2 separate regions of the Ovis aries genome follow, and region 2 is linked to region 1. A link is a contact called in public Hi-C data. All regions are on one chromosome and are shown on one strand. Each heading gives the region's core, a stretch centred on a gene start, on an enhancer-like site or on the middle of the called end of the contact. The rest is flanking DNA. Distances are from core to core; before and after follow the strand shown. Region 1 has its middle 27 kb from the start of ATXN10. Region 2 overlaps LOC121819243.

The links. Hi-C and Micro-C count contacts between places; a contact is called where the count stands out from the background.
Region 2: a Hi-C map of liver shows a contact between it and region 1, with 5 times the contacts expected there. The contact joins two enhancer-like sites. A contact is called at or near these places in 2 of 16 Hi-C or Micro-C datasets (liver and tail adipose tissue).

What each region holds. Positions count from the first base shown.
Region 1 is chr3:221,907,062-221,912,947 of ARS-UI_Ramb_v3.0, forward strand. No RefSeq gene overlaps it. Among named protein-coding and RNA genes, the nearest start is that of ATXN10, 27 kb to the right of the region's middle. Within about 2 kb of position 4,385, at least 1 of the 54 cell types and tissues checked has an H3K27ac peak or open chromatin away from gene starts, as enhancers often do. A contact at or near this core is called in liver, where this site is marked.
Region 2 is chr3:222,322,212-222,327,617 of ARS-UI_Ramb_v3.0, forward strand. LOC121819243 reads left to right here. Exons shown (of 5, transcript XM_042247879.2): 5 at 1-56. Among named protein-coding and RNA genes, the nearest start is that of MIRLET7B, 2.9 kb to the left of the region's middle. Within about 2 kb of position 3,565, at least 9 of the 54 cell types and tissues checked have an H3K27ac peak or open chromatin away from gene starts, as enhancers often do. A contact at or near this core is called in liver, where this site is marked.

The DNA of each region.
Region 1 (5,886 bases), core at 3,135-5,634:
CTGTGCAGCAACACAGTTCCACGAGATTCACCGGAAGTTCCCACTTAAAAGCTGTTTTAGAGAGGAAGCAGGGGGTTGACACGAGAAGCACAGGAGGCTGGTGGGAGCGTGGAGGAGAGCTGATCTGAGTAGCCCTGGCCTGAGACCCACGCAGGAGGCGGAGGCCACAGGGCACCTGATTCAACAGATGCATGCTGAGAGTCGAGTGTTGAGCAGGGGCCCCCAGAGCATAATGACAGGTGACGGATGTACCTGGTCCTGGGGATTATGCCTGTTCAGCACTTCCTACACAGCATCTCATTTAGCATCACAAGAACCCAGAGGCCAGCACAGCTGCAGGGACAGGGATTAGTAAGGAAGGTGTTCACTGTGCTGGGGAGGTGGGGGAGGGGTGCACATCCCCGAGGTCGCCAGCAGAGATGGAGGGAGCCGGGGGCGCCGGTCAAGGCTGCCAAGACCTCGTGGAGGAACAGATAAAACAAGCAGGAGGGACTGCAGACGGTGCCTCGTCAGCTGGAGCTGGGCCGAGAAATGCCATGGTCTCCCCGACACCTCGTGAGCGAGCAAGCGGAGCCAGCTGGTTCTCAGTTGCCCTGGCAACGCGGGTGCTTAGGTTCAGGGAATGCTAATGAAAGACCCACATGCAAATGAGGTAGATTGCAATTAGGAGGAACCGCGTGCACGGTCTGTCCTTGAGAAAGTCCTGGCGGGTGGGGAGGGCGAGGACGTCTGGGAGGGAACTTGCGCCCCCAGACAAAGAGCAAAGCAGAGAGAGGAAGACCTTGGCGTTGTGTGAGAGCCTCGCGCTGGCCTGGGCTGCCCTGCAGTCCTGCTGTACCTCCCCTTAACTTAGGTGGTCGGATGAACAGAGCACAGCACAGCGTGGGGTCCTGTGACGCTTCAAAGGCCAGAGGGGTGGGCTCAACCACTCAGCAGCTAGAACCTTCTCCATCTCACAGATGGGAAAACAGAGGCTTAGAAAGACGAGGGACTTACCCAAGCTGTTCAAGTGGGCAGCGGATTTGAACACGAGGTCTCTCCCAGATAAACTCAAAAGTGGGTTTCTAGAACAGTTAGCCAGCTCTTCCTGAAAACTCTGGGGCTTAGGCCATACCCTCCCCCACCAAAATCCTTCTCTAAAGACCAGGCTCCCATATTCTGATATTTAGAGAGCTGATACCCACCAATCAGTCCAGACGAAAACCCACCAGTGCGGCCTGCCCACCGGTCCGGGGCTCGGGGTCCATGAGTTTTCTGCCTAAAACAAGGAAGACGGACTTCGAGGAAAGCCTCTGACACTGGAGACCAAAGTCAACAGAGAATTACGGGGATGAGCCAGAGCAAAAACAACAACAAGAAGAACCACGAAAACCTCTAATTAGGATCCTCGGAGAGACTGGAGAAGATGCCGCATTCGTAAAACTGGAACCGAGAACACCGAGAGAGGAATGTTCCAGCACAGGAGAGAGAGTCAGTCTCCAGTACTAACAAAGCAAGAAATGAAGGAGTAAGTGTATTGCTTAAAAAGGAAGAAGACGGATGAGGAGGGTGAAGGCATGGGGAGAAGGTTGCTCCCAACCTGGGAAGGCACCAAGCCAGGTTTTCCAGGTGCTGCCCCCGGATCCACGGCCGCCCACCAAGGGGCATCAGATCAGACCTGACCCGGCCCTGCAGCATCACCCCCCACCCTCCAAAAGGTGGCCGGTCTGTCCTTTTCCCCACGGGTCAAGGGTCAAGTGGTCTAGTGTTCCTCTGGCTAACCCCACCTTGAAAGTGATTCTTTATCCCCCAGAACAGGCGATGGAAAAAGAAAGGTTCACGGCCCGCCTTCCCTTCCGTGGGGGCAGGGGTGGGGTGGGCAGGGGGCGCCAGTGTTTATTTTCCTACCTGATAGCCTGGGACTGTGACCTAACCTCAAACCACCCAAGCAAGAAGGCACGTCTATTGTTTTGTCTCAAGAAGCCACCTTAGTGTGTGCAGTTCAGGGTCGACCTTGGGAAATATTAGTCATGGAAACTAAGACTCCAGGAGGGATCGGGCTGATAAAGGCCTCAGTCTGGAGAAGCAGCGAGCTAATCACCACTTCCCAGGAGTGAGGGTCCTTCCTCCCACTGACTGAGTCAGGCTTCATTGCAGAAGTGCTGACCGCAGGACCAAGCCTGGCCCAGCACAGACCAGGTCACCCATGTGAAGCTGGGGAAAGCCGGGTGGAGTGCAAAAATCCTGCACCACAGAAGGGTGGTGGGCAAACCGAGGCACAGAGAGGTTGCGTAGTGGAGCCAAGGTCCCAGAGCAGCAGCGGCGGCGGAGCCAGCCTGTGCCGGGGGTGTGGACGAGGGTCAGGCTCCGCCCCGAACCCCTCTGTGCTGTGTGTGAGCTCAGTCGTGTCCGACTCTCTGCGACCTCAGGGACTGCAGCCCGCCAGGCTCCTCTGTCCATGGGGTTCTCCAGGCAAGAATACTGGAGTGGGTTGCCATTTCCTTCTCCAGGGGATCCTCCCGACCCAGGGGTTGAACCCAGGTCTCCTGCATTGCAGGCAAATTCTTTACGAGCTGAGCTACCAGGGAATCCCACCCTCTGCTCTAGGGCTTCTCAGTACTTTTAAAAATATCCGTTCACAGATGGAGTTTAATCAAGACACTATATGCTAAAACCACCTGCTTTGTTTACATTGGGTCTTTTTTTTTTTTTTTCTCCAGCGTCTGAAGTTTACATAACTGGGTCTTTAAGAAAAAAGGACAAGATTCCCCAAGGAAAAGCACCAGGAAAGGACAGTGCCACTCACCCAGGTGGCAGAGGGCTGGACAGAGGTCTCCAAGTCGGCCTTCCACTGCGCTGTTTTTTTTTTTCTATTTATTTATTTGTTGATTTTGGGCTTCGCTGGGTCTCTGTTGCTGCACGCCGGCTTTCTCTAGTTGCGGGGACCCTGTGCTTTCATTCTGGAGCTAGGCCCCAGTAGCGCTGAGGACAATTACAGGCTGCCAAGGGGCTCAGGGACCCCCTCGTCACATGTTACTATGCAGGCGCGCGTGTTTCGTCGCCTCAGTCGTGTCCAACTCTGTGTGACCCCATGGACTGCAGCCCACGAGGCTCCATGGATTCTGCAGGCAAGAATACTGGGGTGGGCTGCCATGCCCTCCTCCAGGGGATCTTCCCAACCCAGGGATCAAACCCGTGTCTCCTGCTGCTCCTGCACTGCAGGCGGATGGATTCTTTACTGCTGAGCCACCAGAGATGCCCTTGTGTCCCTATATCTGGATAGAAATGTTGACGATCCCCTCTCTGCATGAGTTTAACCCAACTGGATGAACAGCAGCAGAGCAAGGAGCATTCCCTTGACCGAGTGATTGTAAGCAGCTGGTTTTGATGCCCTTCGGAGTGTGGCCAAGTCAGCCCGTCCAGTTCAGAGGTGACGCAGAGTGAGAGGAGACTTCTGCAGGATCGCAAGGTCTAGTTAGAAGCTGAGACAGGAGTCACCCGCAGGAGCTTCCAGAACCTTCCAAGGCCTTGCTTCTGGACGTCTTGGCGGCAGGTCCGACGGGTGCACATCCGATGGAGAGGGCTGGGTTGTGTCTGGGAAGAGTCGATGGTGATATTCCAGCCTCCTTGCCTCTGTGTAACCATGGCCAGTGATTACCCACCACTCCCTTGCTGGGCACCTCACTTCAGGAAGGCCGCCCTAGTATGAGAACGGTTTATGAAAAGTATTGGCCACGTTTTTTACTGGAAAACCTGAGCTGTCCAGAGACGGAACAGGTTAGTCTCAGGTTTCCCTTCTAACATTCAAGCAAGGTGGCCTCACTCCCTCTAAACCAGAGTCAAGAGGCAGACAAGGGCGGGCCATGTCTGATAAAAGTAGTGGAAAGTTCTAGTGATTCTCATGGCTTGGGCCCCAGGCCAACTGGATTCCATTTGGAAGGTTCTAGCATTCCCAGACTAAAACTTCAAATGCCCAGTTCATTTCAGAAAAAAAACTGGACACTTGGTTGTCAATAAAGTGGGTCATTGCAAAGTGAGTTTTCATTTCTCCACTATGTGACTCTAACAATATTAAATCTGGTATCATGAGGGTTGGAGCCACTCACCCTAAGTTTACATTCTAAACACTCAGGCTAACTGACCACTGCGTAGCTAAGAAGTGAAATCTCATTGGCATTTGCAACCATCAGGCAAGGAGCAGACGGGCTGGTGGGCAGAAGGGGTTAACACGGGCTGGTTGTTTGCTCCTGGTGGGTTTTGCCAATGCGGGAAGGGAAGTGATAGTTTTGGAGTCTGAAATTTGCCGTAAAATAATGACTTCTCCCTCCACCGGTGGACCTGCCTAGACCTCACTCAACCGATGTCCAGGTAATGCCTTTCCAACCCTTTCAAGCCAAATGAACCCTGCCCCTTGGCTATTACAGCATCCAGTCCAGCCAACTAGAGCAAAGGCTGCCCAAAGTCATCCCCTAGGACACCCTCATTTGGTTGAAGGTTAGGCAAGCGCCCCCTGCTTGAGTCACCCGCACTGCTGAGTCTCACCTCAACCATAACCTGTGCTCCTCAAGCCCAAGATAAGGCAGCTACTGCAGAATAGGAGAAACCTATAAAATTATAAAGACATTCACTGATGTGAGGGGAGACTGTCTTGACCTCCCAGATTTATGCTTGTTGGAAAATGTCAAATTTTCCCTTTAGTTTTTCCCCAGCAAGCAGACTTCCCCTCCCATCTCTGCCATTTCTTGTATAACTTGCTCTTCAAAAGGAAAATTACAAACTCTTCTTTTAAGTATATTCTCAGCAGCAGTGGAAAAAAATGTTATTGAGTTGGGTGTGAAACTGAATCTATATTCACTCAGTTCTTAGCCATCTGTATCCCTCTGTCTGACCAGATTCCTTTACATATATTTGCACCAAGGCAATCTGACTTGCTGCCTTTTGAGCTAGTGTGGATACATGGGCTTTTTACTCGGCAAATCCAGAACCTTCCATGTTCATCCACCAAGGCTTTGAGAGCACTTATTAAGTCCTGATGGTGCTGAATACAGGCAACGAGAATAGTAAAGTTTTGAAAGTCAACAAAGAAAATAAACCAACGTTTTTATTTGTCAGCGAGAGGTGGATGGCATATCTGTATGTGTATGTATGTGGGTGCGTGTGTGCGCACATACACGTATCTAAATAAATGGCATACGTTGGTGAAAGCCGTGTTATTTGGTTAAGACGGAAGGCTTTGTTGGGAAGGAAGGTGGTGGAATTAGATGTTGATACAGTAGGTGTTTCAAATGTCAGATTTCAATGGTAATGGGAAGGAAAGGAAAGAAGAAAAATGGCTCCTTTAGAATAAATCAATTCATCATTTCCCCCTTTGCAAACATTGAAAAAAGCAAAAGAAGCTGTGTGCCTCTCCTTGAGAGGAGCCTTTAGTTCTCAGAGAGATGAAGTTTGGGCTGATGTCGAGGTTTCTAAGGAAACGATGTAGGCTTATGAACAGCAAAGCAAATAGACATATAGCCCTCGAGTAAATCATTAATTCATTAATATTATTATTGATGGAGGCTGGAGAGACTTATTCCGTCTTTATCCCAAGTTCTCAAAAGTTTTCTTTCATCGCAAGGCAAACACTCGGATGGCCACTTTATGGATAATTATTCCCTCTTGGCCTCACTCTTGAGTCGAAGGAGGACTCGCTCTCAGATTTTAATGGATCAAAGAGAATGAGAAACCAGGCAAGAGAACTGTGCTTCGTGGGTTTTTTTTTTTTTTTTCCTTTTAATTGGTGGCTGTGGGTTTTGTAGAGAATGGAAAATGCATTAAGGATAGTTTGACTTAAACACAAAGCGCTGGCTGGCTTGACAAACAGATTGAGCAGAGGCTAAGGCGCACTGTCTGCCCCGCGATTATGTC
Region 2 (5,406 bases), core at 2,315-4,814, 410 kb after region 1:
AGGCGGGAGGCTGTGGCGTGCACACCTGGAGCTCAATAAAGCTGTTCATCGTGGAACTGGAGTCGGCCCTGTTCGTTCTGGGAGCCCGGGGGCTGGGCGCTGGAGGGCATGCATGTTGGTGTTGCAGGCGTGGGTCTGGCTTGAGTGGGGGGCCACCTCCAGGCTGCTGGGGGCTCAGCACACCCTCGTCTGCCATCCCGGCCGCCTTCAGGCCCTCCTGGTGGGTGCAGTCCTGGACCCCAGCCCCCACCCATCTCACACCCCATTTGAGCACAAGCTGTGGGACCTGGGCTCCAGAGGCGTCCCTGGGCCCCCAGGTTGGTGGAGGCCCCCACAGGCCCCCCTGCAGGTGGTGTGGATCCCAGTCAGCCACTCAGAGCACAGTCCAGGGCCCTGCCCCTGATGCCACCTCAGACCCAGTGCCTGACTGGAGTCCGGAAGTCCCCAGCGCCCTCAGGACGGTTTCCCGAGTAGCCCTTAACGTCGGGGGTTCATCTCCGGTCTGACTGCCTTCCCAGTGTCCACCCAGTTTCTGCTGGGGTCTCAGGCTCTCTGCCAGTGGCTGCTGCAGGCCTGTCCCCATGCCACCAGCCCAGGTGTTGAAGAGACCCGTCGCCTTGACTCAGAGTACCCTTGGGGAGGGGCTGCCATGCCTGGGTCCACTGCCCACCCCTGCACCCACGGCTGGAGCAGCACCCCCGTCACCCCACGACGCCTTGCGGGCTGGCTCCTGTCTGTGGCACAGGAAGTGCAGACGACAGCTCAGGGGCCCCCAGCTGCAGGACAGACAAGGCTCAGGCTGATCCTGGGCAGGGTCTGGGACAGGGACCCTGTGACAAGGCCAGAGGAGGCTCCTGATGCCGCCAGGGTCCCGGAGCGGGGAGAGGTGGGCTGAGCCTGGCGTGCCCTCAGCCTGAGTGCAGCAGCCTGGGGCTGTGGAGGGACCCCCTGCCCTCCTGCAGCCATGATGACAGCCCCAGTCTGCGATCTCAGCCCCAGTCCCTCGCCCATCCTGAGCCTCCTGCCTGGGTCCTGCAGGGCCCCAGCCCTGCGTGGCCACACCTGTGAGGCCAGCACCCCGACACCTGTCTGTGGCCTGGCTGCCCTTGCAGAGCTGCGGTTGCACTGTGGGTCAGGGTGGGAACCCAGAGCAGGGACCCCCAAGGGGCAGGGAGGGCTTTCTAAACCAGGGGCCATATGAGCTGGGTCTTGACACCTGTGTAGGAGTTTGCAGCTTGCTGGCTGTGTGGGTCATCGAGGAGAGGCACTGCCCACCTCCTCTTCATCACCCTGGGTCGGTCAGCAGCAGAATCCGGCTGCTTGTGCTCCCTGGACACCCTGTGTGTCCCTCCTGTCTCTCCATCCCCACTCCTACGGCAAGATTTAAGAGCTGCTCGGAGCAGCCGCTCTGCCCTTCTGGGCACTGGGCTCCCACCTGGACTCGTCCCCGCCCCTCCTGCCTGCCGTGGTGCTGAGTGCACAGCCCCTCTCTGAATGTCTGCAGCTCAGCACCACCTTTGGCCACGGGAGCCCATGTCTGTCTCAGCTGACCGTGACTGTGGATACCCTCCTGGCACTCTTGCTGTGTCTGGCCCTGCAGTCATGGAGCATCATCATCAGAGCTCATGGCCTGGTAGGGAGCAGACCAGACACACAACAGCCACCTGTTGTGGTCAGCACCATGATGACGGCAGCCCAGGGGCTAGGAAAGCCCCGAAGAGCCCTGGGCCCTGCATTGCAATCGGGGATGGCTTCCTGGAGGAGGTGACACCTGGTTCACCCTGCAACGTTCTCTACCTTCCAGGCAACCGACTTCCAGCCTCTCCTCTGTCACCAACTGGCTGACCCCAGAGACCAACAGGGCCTCAAATGTGTGCCCAAGGGGCACGGGGGAGGGTGGTACCTACCACCTGCTGCTGCTGCTAAGTCGCTTCAGTCATGTCCGACTCTGTGCGACCCCATAGATGGCAGCCCACCAGGCTCCCCTGTCCCTGGGATTCTCCAGGCAAGAACACTGGAGTGGGTTCCCATTGCCTTCTCCAATGCATGAAAGTGAAAGTGAAGTCGCTCAGTCGTGTCCGACTCTTCGTGACCCCATGGGCTGCAGCCTACCAGCCTCCTCCGTCCATGGGAGGTTCCAGGCAAGAGTACTGGAGTGGGGTGCCATTGCCTTCTCTGACCACCTAGTCACCAGTAATGTGCAGAAGCAGTTGAATCCCAAAACAAACTGGATGAAGTCAGGGTGGGCAAAGCAGCTACTTTGGGAGGTTCTGGGAGGTGGCAAAACGGGCCAGGCTTCAGGAGCAGAGGTCTGGGCAGTTGCTCTGCTCACCAAGCCTCAGTTTCCCCACCCCCCTTCGTAGGGGCTGTTTGATGGATGGAAGGAGCTAGCAGTTGAGACTGCTCAGCGGGGGTAGTGGAGCCAGGTCAGGGAGTGAGGGCCCTGGTCCGAAGCTGGGCGCCTGCTGCCACCTGCTGCCTAACCAGGGAGTGGCTCCTGGCCCATCGTGGGCCCTGGGTCTGGCCAGCAGGTGAGCAGGGTGGAGAGCAGGCTGGGGCCCCCAGACTGTCAGCCCCCTGCCCCCCAGGGGAGACCAGGACCATGCTCAGAGATGTGGGTGAGTGCTGGGGGAGAGCAGAAGACCGCAACCCTGGAGGTGATCCCCTGTCCCCAAGTGTGCAGAAGCCAGGCCTCCCTTGGACCTCTCTGCCTGCTGCGATAGGCCGAGTGCAGCTGTGTCCCGCCGGGGAGAGGTCTGCGCATTCCTGCCCTTCCTGGGAGGCGACTCACCAGGGGACTTGAGGGGCTTCTGGGGTGTCCAAGGTGGGGGGCCTTTGAGAAACCATGGGCCTTAAGGTTCACAGGGGCCGCCGCTGACCTTGGACCCTGAGAGAGATGATGGCAGAGCCAGCCCAGCGTTTAGACCCTACAGACCAGGACTGAGCGAGGGCCCACCTGGCCACGTGGGCATGGAGTGACCAGGCCGCCCCCCAGGGCTGAGGTGACTCAGGTGAGCTGACAAGGGTCCAGCGTCTCAGGGGACACTCAGGGCCACAGGGCTAGTCTGTCCATCGGCAGGGCAGGCACAGCACCAAGGCCCACATACTGTTCGTGACAACAGAAAGTCTCACTTTAACTCCGTTTAAAGTTTGAAGGAAAAAGGAATACAATGATACTGACTATATATTACACGTAATATACGATATATGTTGTGACTGTATAATAATACGTACGATTCAACACATGGCATCCATAGCAATGAAACCACCTTGGAGTACATGCGTCTATGCCGCCAGGTCCTAAGACGTGTTTTGTAATCATGTTTAAGGAGGAAGCACCACCCCCCCACCGACCCCCACCCTCCCAGCCAGCCTGGGCTCTGCCTGCGAGCGTGGCCTCCGCCCCGAGAGGCTGAGCACCTCCTTCAGCTCCTTGGCCCGGCCCCCTCCCTGCCCCTGGGCCCAGCCCTGCTCTCACCCACCTCCGTGCCCCCTTCCCCGGCTGGCCAGAGGGCGGGCCTGGCTGGGCCCTGAGGGGCGGCCCCTGCCATCGCACTGAGCGTCCCCGACAGCGACACCGTGTGGCGGGAGAAGGCCATAGCGGCCAGCCAGGGCCCTCCACCGCGGCGGCCGTGGAAGGGGCTGACCCCACCCGGGGCCAGAAGCCTGGGGTTCAAGGTCAGCCCAGGGGGGAGGGCCCCAGGAGAGCTTCCTGTGGACGAATGACTGGGCAGCATTCACTGCCCCACCCCTTGCCACTCCCCCACGCCCCAGGCAGGGTGGCCCCCTGCATGGCCCCAGGTGACCCAGCTGGCAGTGTCCTGCCCCCCATCGGTGCCCCCTCCTCACCCGCAGCACCCCAGTGAGGGGTAGGGCTGCCTGCTACATCTGCCACCTGTCTCCAGGCACTGCCTGCGGGCCTGAGGCCACACTTAATGCAGGAAGGGAGGCAGTCCCTGTGCCTAGGAGGATGGAGACCCCACGATGGGGGCGGCCCCGGCAGAGGGGCCTGACGTGGAGGCCGCAGACGCCAGGCTGAGAGGGGAGGGCAGGGTCTGGCTCTTGCTGTAGGACCAGGGTGGCCTGGAGAGACTTCACACCCATCCGTGTCATTTAGCAGAGATGGGTTTCTGCCGTGTTGTACCTTCCGGATCAGGCAGGGTCTGAGGGTCCAGGGTGGGCTTTCGGGGGGCTGGGGGCCTAGGGGAGTCCCCGCGTCAGTTGGGTAAGGGGCTGAGCTCAGCTAGTCTCTCTAGAAGAGGAGAGGTTGGCACCAGCTACAGTTACATGTTAGAGCCTGGACATCTGGAGGTCTGAGATGGGCCAGGAGGAGAGGGCCTTCAGGTCTGGTCTGCTCAAGGGCCTCCAATCCCACCACAGTCTCAGCGGTTCTTGAACCCAAGGCTGCCTTCTACCTGGCTTCCTGCTTGGTGGCCCAAGTTCATCTGCCCTGACAGCACCAAGTGCCTCTGGCCTCAAGGACCCAGGACCTCTTAGGTTGTCTGCTGCAAAGACAGCCCCAGCTCCTGCGCATCTCCGTGGCGACCAGGTCTCCATGGCAGGGGTCACTCTCCCAGGGAAGGGAGTGGAAGGCTCCAGCCACTGGTGTAAATACTCCCGAGTCAGCCCCCACTGGGAACACCATGTGCCGGGGCAATGTCTCTGGTCCTTAGGCAGGGGGCTGCAGTCCTGAGCCCATGTCATGGGTGTGGACACTGATGCTGAGAGAAACTCAGTGACCGTCCCCAGGCCACACAGGAGGCCAGGACAGAGCTGGAGTCGCAACCAGGCCTGTGCACCCCAGGGGGGCCTGCAGCTGTCCTGCCCCCCGGGGTGTCCTTCTGCCCTTGGTGAGGGGATGGGGCTGCAGAGAAGGGGCGGCTGGAGTTCTGGACTCCCTTCCCTGTGGCCAGGGAAGCAGACCTGGCCCAGGGCCCGCCCAAGGTCCTCTGCCATCTGCCTCACACACACAGGTCCACTTTAACAAGAGCAAAGTGGCCGCCTACACACCGGACACCTGGCCCCTCAGAAGGAAGTGACGCCCTCTCCCTGCGGGCTTGACCCGGGGTTAAAGGTGGTGGGGCCTGTTCCTGGTGGGCCTGGACCCCAGCGCTCTGCCTTCTTCCCAAATCCTGGGTGTCAATTCCACAGCCAAGCCCCAGGCGGGCAGGGCAGCGCAGCGTGGTGAGCAAGGCGTGCTGACCACTGAGGTCTCTGGGGAGCCAACACAAAGGGTAGCCCATCCTGGAGAGGACTTTGCCCCCTCCTTGACCCCCCTCCTTCCCCTCCTCCCCTCCCTGCCCCCACATCATGGGGCCTCCCCCAGCACTCCCTCTCCCACACCTCTCCTGGGGCAGCGGAGAAGTCCACGGCCCCAGCTCGTGTGGACGTTTCATTCCCCACGCA